3 separate regions of the Sus scrofa genome follow, and all the other regions are linked to region 1. The links are chromatin contacts, called in public Hi-C and HiChIP or PLAC-seq maps. All regions are on one chromosome and are shown on one strand. The core of a region is the stretch at or near the end of the contact, and the rest is flanking DNA. Distances in the headings are between cores, read along the strand shown. Region 1 holds the start of AARSD1 (alanyl-tRNA editing protein Aarsd1). Region 2 holds the start of COASY (Coenzyme A synthase). Region 3 holds the start of PSMC3IP (homologous-pairing protein 2 homolog).

Region 1 (2,944 bases), core at 291-2,790:
AACTCCAGTCTTTTTCAATTTTTAAGCAATGCTGCAAGGAGCAGATTGAAAAGTATGTCCTTACATATTTGGCAAGGATATCTGTAGGGTAAATTTCTAGAAGTGGAATTGCTATCACCCTCATATCAACATACCCACAATTCTGAAAACCAAAAACTCTAAATACCAACTTAAAAAAATTAACACCAAAACTCATCTGGCAGGAAAACAAGACCTAAAATGATGTGGAGCTATTTATAGCCTTTGTTTATTCCAGCATAAACATTAATGCGTTTGAATATAAGTGGGTTGCTCCAGAGTGCCAAATGAAACACATTATGTAACACATGGGTATGCTCTGCATTACTGTCTAAAGTCCGAAAAACCTTAAATTCTGAAACATGGAGACTTGAAGATTTTTATTAGTTGATTTAAAGGAGCAGAAAGTTGCAGTTCCCATCGTGGCTCTTTGCTTAACATATACGGTAGGAACCATGAGGTTGTAGGTTCCATCCCTGGCCCTGCTCAGTGGGCCAAGGATCCAGCGTTGCCGTGAGCTGTGGTGTGGGTTGCAGACACGGCTGGGATCCCCAGTTGTTGTGGCTGTGGTGAAGGCCTGCAGCTACAGCTCCGATTCGACCCCTAGCCTCGGAACCTCCATATGCCGCAGGAGCGGCCCAAGAAATGGCAAATAAATAAATAAAAGAGCAGAAAGTTAATTTGAACTTTTTTTTTTTTTTGTCTTTTGTTGTTGTTGTTGCTATTTCTTGGGCCCCTCCCGCGGCATATGGAGGTTCCCAGGCTAGGGGTTGAATGGGAGCTGTAGCCACCGGCCTACGCCAGAGCCACAGCAACGCGGGATCCGAGCTGCGTCTGCAACCTACACCACAGCTCATGGCAACGCCGGATCGTTAACCCACTGAGCAAGAGCAGGGACCGAACCGGCAACCTCATGGTTCCTAGTCGGATTCGTTAACCACTGCGCCACGACGGGAACTCCTAATTTGAACTTTTAATCTCTTTAACGTTGTAAGGCGCTGATTGCAGTTTGACTCCTGTTAACCTTTTTATGCTGTACAATGCGGGAGCACCTGTCACATGTGGTTATTGAGTACTTGAAATGTCCCTAGTCTGCACTGAGATGTACTGTAGATGTAAAATACACACCAGGTTTCGAATTTTTTTTTTTAATGGAGAAAAAAAAAGCCCTCATTTATTTAAAAAGACTTATCATCAGACGAAATAACATTCTGGATAGGTCGATTTAAATTTAAAAAAATTAACATATGTGGCTCGCATTACTTTCCACTGGGCAGCGCTGCCGTGCACCCAAGCCGGTACCAATTCCCACGTCTACCAGCTGGGCTTCTGCGGGGCGGAATTACGTACATTCCTGGGGCCCAAAGTGGCTAAATTAAGTGCTTTGGCAAGTTAGACCGCACTTGTATTTCTTCTTGTTTTCTGGTTCTTTTCAAAGCCTTAAAATTGTTGCTATTTTAATAACCCAGAACACCGACACGTCGCGTTTTCAGTAAGTTTGTCCTAATCGCACACCGTTTTTCCATGTCCTTTTGCGTCTGCGCAGAGACACTCCCGGAATAAAGATTGTCCCGCTTCGCTCTCCGTCCTCGCCAGGCGGCTCCTGTGTGTGCTGATCCCGCCGTTCTAAGAGACTGCACCGATGGCGTTCAGGTGTCAGCGGGACAGCTACGCCAGGGAGGTGCGGCCGGCGGGGCGAGGGAGCTGAGCGGACCGGGCGGTGCAGGCAGGAGGGCGCCACGAGGAGGGAACGCCAAGCTGGGATCAGTCCGGTCGGGACTTACTTTTTCTTCCTTCTTTTCCCAGTTCACCACCACCGTGGTTTCCTGCAGTCCCGCAGAGCTGCAGATCGAAGGAAGCAACGGCAAGAAGGAAGTACTGAGCGGTTTCCAAGTGGTGCTGGAAGACACGCTGCTTTTCCCCGAGGGCGGGGGACAGGTAGCAGACCCGACCCTCCCCCTCCTCTTCCCGCCTCTTGCCTCCCTGGAAGCCAGTAATTCCTTTCTGCTCAGCAGGAAGATGATCTGTTTCTGTGTCCCAGATACAATGAATACAAATGGAAGTTAATTCATTTCAGTTCATTTGTTCATTCAACGGGTTATTTATCAACAAATACATAGGTGTTCAGCGTAAAGAGGACAGGGACAGTCTCCTCATGAAGCAAAAGTACCACTTCACTTGGCCTTGCTCTTTCTTCTCCCCTAGGGAATCTCAAGTTCTGGGTGTGTTTCTCGCATACTCTCCCTAGAGGGTCTTTGTATTCGGGAGTTAAGGTGATCCCTACCTGCTACTACTGATTATCTTTACTTCTTTTCCCCAGCCTGATGACCATGGTACAATCAATGACATCTCTGTGCTGAGAGTGACCCGCCGCGGCGCCCAGGCTGATCATTTCACCCAGACACCCCTGACCCCTGGGACCGAGGTCCAGGTCCGAGTGGACTGGGAGCGGAGGTTTGACCACATGCAGCAGCATTCAGGTAGGTGTGTGGGATGATAGGTGGTTTGGGTTCTCTAGAAGTTAACCTTTTGGAAGGAACAGACGTACTCAGAATCAACTCCAATTCAGGCAGGATGTGATAAGTGCCGTAAAAGCAAAATGAACAGTTGAAGGAAAAATATTAGCATAACGGTTGAATTTGAGTATCACCAGCCATGAGGACGCAGGTTCGATCCCTGGCCTCGCTCAGTGGTCTGAGGATCTGATGTTGCCGTGAGCTGTGGTGTAGGTTGCGGGTGCAGTTTGCATCTGGCGTTGCTGTGGCCAAGGGAGGGGCTCTGATTTGACCCCTAACCTGGGAACCTCCATATGCCTCAGGTGTGGCCCTGAAAAAAAAAAAAAAAAAAAAGGAGCATTACTCACTGTCCTGTACTGCAGGTCTTCAAGGGAAGAAATTCTGTGATGACATTTATGCTGGGATTGTGT
Region 2 (2,944 bases), core at 239-2,738, 340 kb after region 1:
CCAGCCTGGGAATCTCCATATGCTGCGGGTGCAGCCCTAGAGAAGACAAAAAATTAAAAAAAAATAAAAGTGCAGATTCCTTGGCTCCACATTTGGGGGAATCCTGATTGGTGACTAGACCACACACCTAGAAAGCTGCATTTATTCATTTAAAAAATGTCCTCAGCATGAACTGAGTGCCACGCACGGTTACATGTGCGAAGGGGCAGGAAGTACTGGACCACCCTACTCTTCCTCAGTCTTGGCCTGGGGTTGGGGGTGGGGTGGGGGTAAAACTGCCCTAATCCAGGGTCTCTCTCACTCACTCTTCAACAGGTCTTTGTCTGCCACTCCCACCACAAGCTGCTCCTGGGCTAGGATGCAGGCCACACTGAGCAACACTTTGTGGGCATTGTGTAGGCGGTCAAAGGTGCCACCTACAGCCCCTCGCTGGTGGCCACGCACTGGTTGCTTTGCAGACCTGGCCACGGGGGAGGCCGGCCTGATGGTGGAGGGTAAAGGGACATCTAGGGGCTGCACAGGCAGCATTCCGGGCCCATAATCGGGGTATAGCAGCACCGAAGACAGCTGCGGACAACAGCTGTAACAGCTGGTGGCATAACGCTCTAGCTGTTGCTTGACCGGGTTGTACTGGCTTCCATCCAGGGTCTGGAAGTCAGTCAGCACTACTTCCGGTGGGTGGGCCAGGTTCTGGACCGAGCTAGGCAGGGGAGGGAGAAAGCTCTTGGTTCGGATATTGGTCAGCAAAATTCTGACGTCCAGGTGCCTGTGGAGATCGGCGCCAGCATAGAGGTGCGTGATGAAATCGATAACTTCAAATGTGGCCTGCACGGGGCTAGACTGGGGCTGAGCCGGGCCCCCCAGGTTCATGCCGGGCTGCAGGTGTACATAGAGCGTGTGATTCACAAGCCGGGCCGCCGAGGTCAGGATGGGGGCCAGGCGAGGGACCAGGGAGGCCAGCGGCGTTGTCAGCACCAGGAGGCCCGATCGGAATACAGCCATGATGGCCCGGCCTGTGGACGGTCAAGGAGACAAGGCGAGGGTGACTGAGAGCTATGTGGCTGAGGCCGAAGACAACTGGGGGACCTGGACCTAAGAGGAGGGACGTGGACCTAAGAGAGGGGACTTGGACCAGGGACGGGGTCTCAGGGCGGACTGAGAGAGACCCGGGGGAGGGGACAGGGCCCAGGAAACGGCGCCTCGGGGCTACGCTCTAAATCTCGGTTTATCAACTCAGATGGAGCAGTGAATTCGCAGAATTGAATCGAAAACTTGGGAGGAGTGAAATAGGCAGGAGCTGCTAAGTCATTAGGCTGGGGATTCAGAAATCCTGGGCGCTCTTGATAATCACCAATATCTTCAAGGAATCGGAGGAGGGGACTAGAGGGGGCCGCTGAGGTTCGGGTCGGTCCCCTACTTACTGAGACCTCCGGACTTTGGTTCCGCGTGCACCACCGCGGAGTCTTCCCCCGCCGCGACCCGTTAACACTAGTTCCGGCGCTGCGACTCCGAGCTACGGAACCTGGAAAAGGCCAAAAATCTCAACTTTGGTGAGTCGAGGGATTCTCGCGAGATTTTTCATGGAGCGGGGCGCCTGCCTTTGCAGAGAGGCGGAGCTCGGTAGTTGGGAGGTGGCGTGAGACCACATTTAGAGAATCTGACGTGCCTGGACTAATAGAGCAAGGTCGGCTGGAAAGCCCGTTTCACGGGTGCCCTTCAGACTCTGAGAGAAGAGACTGGCTTTAGCTAGGTCACCCAGGAGACAGCGGCTAAAGTAGAACTAACAACTGGCTTCCCCTCTTAATAAATCGCGGGGACGGCGGTGGAGGTTATAGGGTAGTACTTAAATTAGGGCTTGGTGTCCCCAGCCCAGCGACTGGCGTCCTCCCAGTCTAGGATCCTCATGTGCGAGATCACAGAACCGTCCCCCCCACACACACCCCTGTGCCACCACCCAGTTTCACAGATGGAGAAATTGAGGTCCTGTATGTTCCAGGGATATTTAGGGAGGTGAGGACCGAGGTCATGTGCCGTGGCTCCCGTGCAGTACTCCCCACATCACCCAGAGTTAGTGATACGCCAGTTTTCCAGAGATAATAGCAGGAAAGCTCTGTGTGGGAGCTCAGTAGAGCTGCCAGAAGGTAGACCTTGTGAACAGGAGAAAGGAGAGACTTAGTGGCAAGGGTTTACCTAATGAGCGCTGGAGAGGGTGGAATTGGCAGTCGTCCTCGAGAAGCAAAGCCAAGTTGCCATCTGGGAAATTGCAGTAATGTGCTGTGGTTTATTTTCCCAAACTAAATAAATGCTCACTTTCATACTTAATTTTGTTTTTGTTTTTTGTTTTTTTTTTTTGTATTATTCCTAAAGAGGTCTCCCCAAATGTATATGCCTCTGGCCCCACAGAACCTGGATCTAATCCTAGAGTCAAGGATGGAAGAGTTATAAGGACTTAAGGACTTGAGGCCAAGCTTTTTTTCTTTTTTTTTTTTGCCTTGCCTGTGGCATGTGGAAGTTCCCGGGCCAGGGATCGAAGCCAGGCCACAGCACTGACCCAAGTCACAGCAGTGACAATGCTGGATCCTTAATGTGGTGAGGCACGAGGGAACTCTGAGACCACAATTTTCGCAAAGATATCTTAAGCTGAGTTTTACAGGACCCAATTGAAGACGCAAACTGCACACTTTCAGGAAATTCCCTGAGACATATGGACACACAGTCTCATATGCCTGCAGAGTCACTGTTCGAGGAGGTCATCTGGTGGACATGACCGCCAGTTCAGCCTTGAGCTGGACATGGGCAGCCAGAGGCTACTCACGCCTCCCCTGTCCTTGAAAGGTGGTCTGCCCACCATTCCCACAGTGGGAGCTGTTTCAAGGACACAGCCTTGAGAGGGCAGTGATAAACATGGACAGTATATGTGACTGAACCCAGTTAAGGCCTCTGT
Region 3 (2,944 bases), core at 334-2,833, 330 kb after region 1:
AAATCATGTGAGACAAAAACGAAAACTGGTAATTAGTTCTGAACCTGTGCCTCCCCAAACAAAACTCAAGCCACTCTTCTGCCCTCTTCCCCTCTGCATTAACCCTTTGCTGATCCTCAGGGACCACTCCCCCAACACCCCCATACCTGGGTGAGGGATGTTGGACAGAGCCCATTTCCATGTGCTGCAGCTGGGAGTGCACTAACATGTTTGCTCTTGGTTGATGGACAAGTTAGAGGCCAGGGAGTGAAAATAGTCAACAGTGAGAAGGGAGAAGAGCTAGGTATCTGATTCATAGTCCCTTCCCTTTGTGTGAAGGTTAGGTAGCAGCCTCTCCCCACTTTAGGGTTCTCACTTTGGACACCTTCTCTCTTCTAAGAGCCCAGATGTCTTACAGGTGAGCTCTGACGTGGAGGTGTGGGAAAGGAGTGGGATTTTGTGTGTTTGCATGAGTGTGTGTAGCTTCAGGCCTTGGCAGTTGGTAAGAGGGAGGGGAAGGAAGGAGAGCACAATCTTTGGAAGGTGTTTCGTGTACCTGCGGATCCTGCTCTGAATCTCCTTAATCCTCCACTGTGAATTGGGATGGGGATGAGGGTGGGAGGGGTGCTGGGGAATAAATCTTGTATGAGAACATCTTTAAGAGACTGATGTTGAATGGTTTCTTATCCTTGATAGGCCTTCTTTTGTTAATCTGAACTGAGATGACATGAGCATAGCGGACTCTTGGCTGGCATCTAGCCTGCAGTTCCATCATTCTAATTCTTACTATCATCGCCTAAACGCGTGATGATAAGTACAGGTTTCAAAGACTTAATGAAATTTTGGGTAGCAGAAGGCTTGAAAAAGCACCGTGCCCCTCAGGCTTGTTTGAGCTGCAGGAACAGCTGCTCTTTGGCCTTTGGCTGACCTCAGAAACTAGAAATACTTATTTCAGGCTTTGTCCATTTGGCCACGGTGGGCAGGAGTGGAAAGCACCTGCCAGGTGTTGTCATAAGACCGCCACAAGGAAACTTCTACAAGCTTTGTGGCTTAAGAGCAGCTCCCAACACTCCCTTCAACCACAGCAATGTGCTGAGCGCCCCCTGTGTGCGAAGCTCGGTATCGGGCAAATAGAGGCAGCGTTACTCCTTCTAGGGTGTTTCACGGTCTTCACAACCCACTCCTGCAGGCACCTCTTGTTCTTATCTTACAGAAGTTAAGGGTAACCGACGGGAAGCCTTGGCCTGTAGGACGGGGCACGTCCTTGGATAACTGGCCCTGTGACCTTAAGCAACTCGCTTGCCAAGCGGGAGTTGATATTGGAGGTCTCTTCCCATTTGAACACTGCCCATTTAGGTTCTCGAGTGTTCGGTGGCTGCTGGAACTGGGTCCCTAAACTTTGGGGCATGATTCCCTGCCGCCCTGGTTCGGAGTGGAGCAAGGGAGAGATTCCAAGCACGCGCCCCGCTTCCCACGATGAGACCTGGACCCCCGCGGCCAGAGCCGCGCCGGAGCGCCGGGCCGGGGCGAACTACGGTGCCCGGGAGGGGCCGCTGCGCTCCTCGCGAAGCTTTCCCTGCGCCAATCACCGCCCGAGGCCCGCCCAGCCCGTGGCCGGAAGGGGCCGTTGCCCCGAGTAATTGCAACTTCCGGCTTTCTGAGTTTGGCGGCGGGAAAAACCATGAGTAAAGGCCGGGCGGAAGCCGCGGCGGGAGGTAACGGCTTTGCCCCCTGGAAGACCTGGGAGAGGGCGGGCAGGGGTCGGTTGAGGGGCCCCCCACCCCACTGCCTCTTCTCTTTCCGTAGCCCCCGGGATCCTGCTGAAATACCTGCAGGAGCAGAATCGGCCCTACAGCGCCCAGGACGTGTTCGGGAACCTGCAGCGGGAACACGGACTGGGCAAGGCGGTGAGGACACCCCCGCCCCACTATCAGGATTCCTCCCCTAGAACCCCACGACTCAGCCTGGGGCCCTGCCCTCTCGAGACTGCCATTCTAGCCTTGGGCTTCCTAAGGCTCGTCGGGCGCTTTCCCCATCACTGGTGACATTCACTCCCCCGACTGTTCCACCCCCTCCCCTCTGCCAGGCGGTGGTCAAAGCGCTGGAGCAGCTGGCCCAGCAAGGCAAGATCAAAGAGAAGGTGTACGGCAAGCAGAAGATATACTTTGCAGACCAGGTGAGGGAAACCGGCGCAGATTAGCACCTCGGTGAGAGCTCGGCATTAGGTGAATCAGTCCCTAGTATGAATTCTCCATGAAACTCAGCGGTCTTACACCATTAAAAGGGTCCTAGCCGGCCTTTAAGTCAAAGCGTGCACTGCCTTTGCTGTGATCCAAACTGAAGGAGGTTTCCAGACTTGAAATGTGATAGGTTACAGAAGATCCTGAATTGTTGCTATGGACATCTGTTTACGCGTGGAAGTTCTAATTCCCAATCATCTAATGAGGACCACCTCTGTCAGATTATTTTCCTTCTGTCTCCACCCCCTCCTTAAACACACACATTAACTTTGAATCTCTAACCCAGATCTCCACCTGGATGCCTTTCAGTCCCTTCAGAGCCCTCATCACCAAAGTAGAATGCCTCATCTCGCTCCTAAACTGGCTCCTGTTACATTCTTCTCCCTTAATGGAATTATTCTGCATGGAGGCCAGAAACTGGGGAGTCTTTTTTTTTTTTTTTTTTCTTTTTAGGGCTGCACCTGGGGCATGTGGAAGCTCTCAGGCTAAGGGTTGAATTGGAGCTGTACCTGCTGGCCTGTACCATGGTTACAGCCACACCAGATTTGAGCTGCATCTGCAACCTACATTGCAGCTCACAGTGGCAATGCCAGGTTCCTGACCCACTGAGCAAAGCCAGGGATAGAACCCACACCCTCATGGGTACTAGTTAGATTTGTTTCCGCTGTGCCACCGCGGGAACTCCTGCGGAGTCATTTTTAACTTATTTCACGTGCTGAGTCGGC

Evidence for each region. Hi-C and Micro-C count contacts between places; a contact is called where the count stands out from the background. HiChIP or PLAC-seq counts read pairs in DNA pulled down with a chosen protein or histone mark.
Region 2: an H3K27ac HiChIP or PLAC-seq map of alveolar macrophages shows a contact between it and region 1. The contact joins the promoter of COASY here to the promoter of AARSD1 in region 1. A contact is called at or near these places in 2 of 5 promoter capture datasets (fetal liver and liver) and 2 of 2 datasets of contacts at active chromatin or transcription factors (alveolar macrophages and skeletal muscle).
Region 3: a Hi-C map of alveolar macrophages shows a contact between it and region 1, with 1.9 times the contacts expected there. The contact joins the promoter of PSMC3IP here to the promoter of AARSD1 in region 1. A contact is called at or near these places in 2 of 5 promoter capture datasets (fetal liver and liver), 6 of 47 Hi-C or Micro-C datasets (alveolar macrophages, embryonic fibroblasts, fetal skeletal muscle and 3 more) and 1 of 2 datasets of contacts at active chromatin or transcription factors (alveolar macrophages).

Annotation. Positions count from the first base shown.
Region 1 is chr12:19,916,695-19,919,638 of Sscrofa11.1, forward strand. It overlaps AARSD1 (alanyl-tRNA editing protein Aarsd1), which reads left to right and starts at 1,541. Exons shown (of 12, transcript XM_021066968.1): 1 at 1,541-1,699; 2 at 1,825-1,956; 3 at 2,339-2,498. The coding sequence starts at 1,661.
Region 2 is chr12:20,261,244-20,264,187 of Sscrofa11.1, forward strand. COASY (Coenzyme A synthase) reads right to left here and starts at 1,489. Exons shown (of 10, transcript NM_213789.1): 1 at 1,422-1,489; 2 at 306-1,013. The coding sequence starts at 1,002.
Region 3 is chr12:20,242,660-20,245,603 of Sscrofa11.1, forward strand. It overlaps PSMC3IP (homologous-pairing protein 2 homolog), which reads left to right and starts at 1,584. Exons shown (of 8, transcript XM_003131397.5): 1 at 1,584-1,694; 2 at 1,786-1,886; 3 at 2,066-2,155. The coding sequence starts at 1,661. It overlaps RETREG3 (protein FAM134C), which reads left to right. Exons shown (of 9, transcript XM_003131384.4): 9 at 1-640.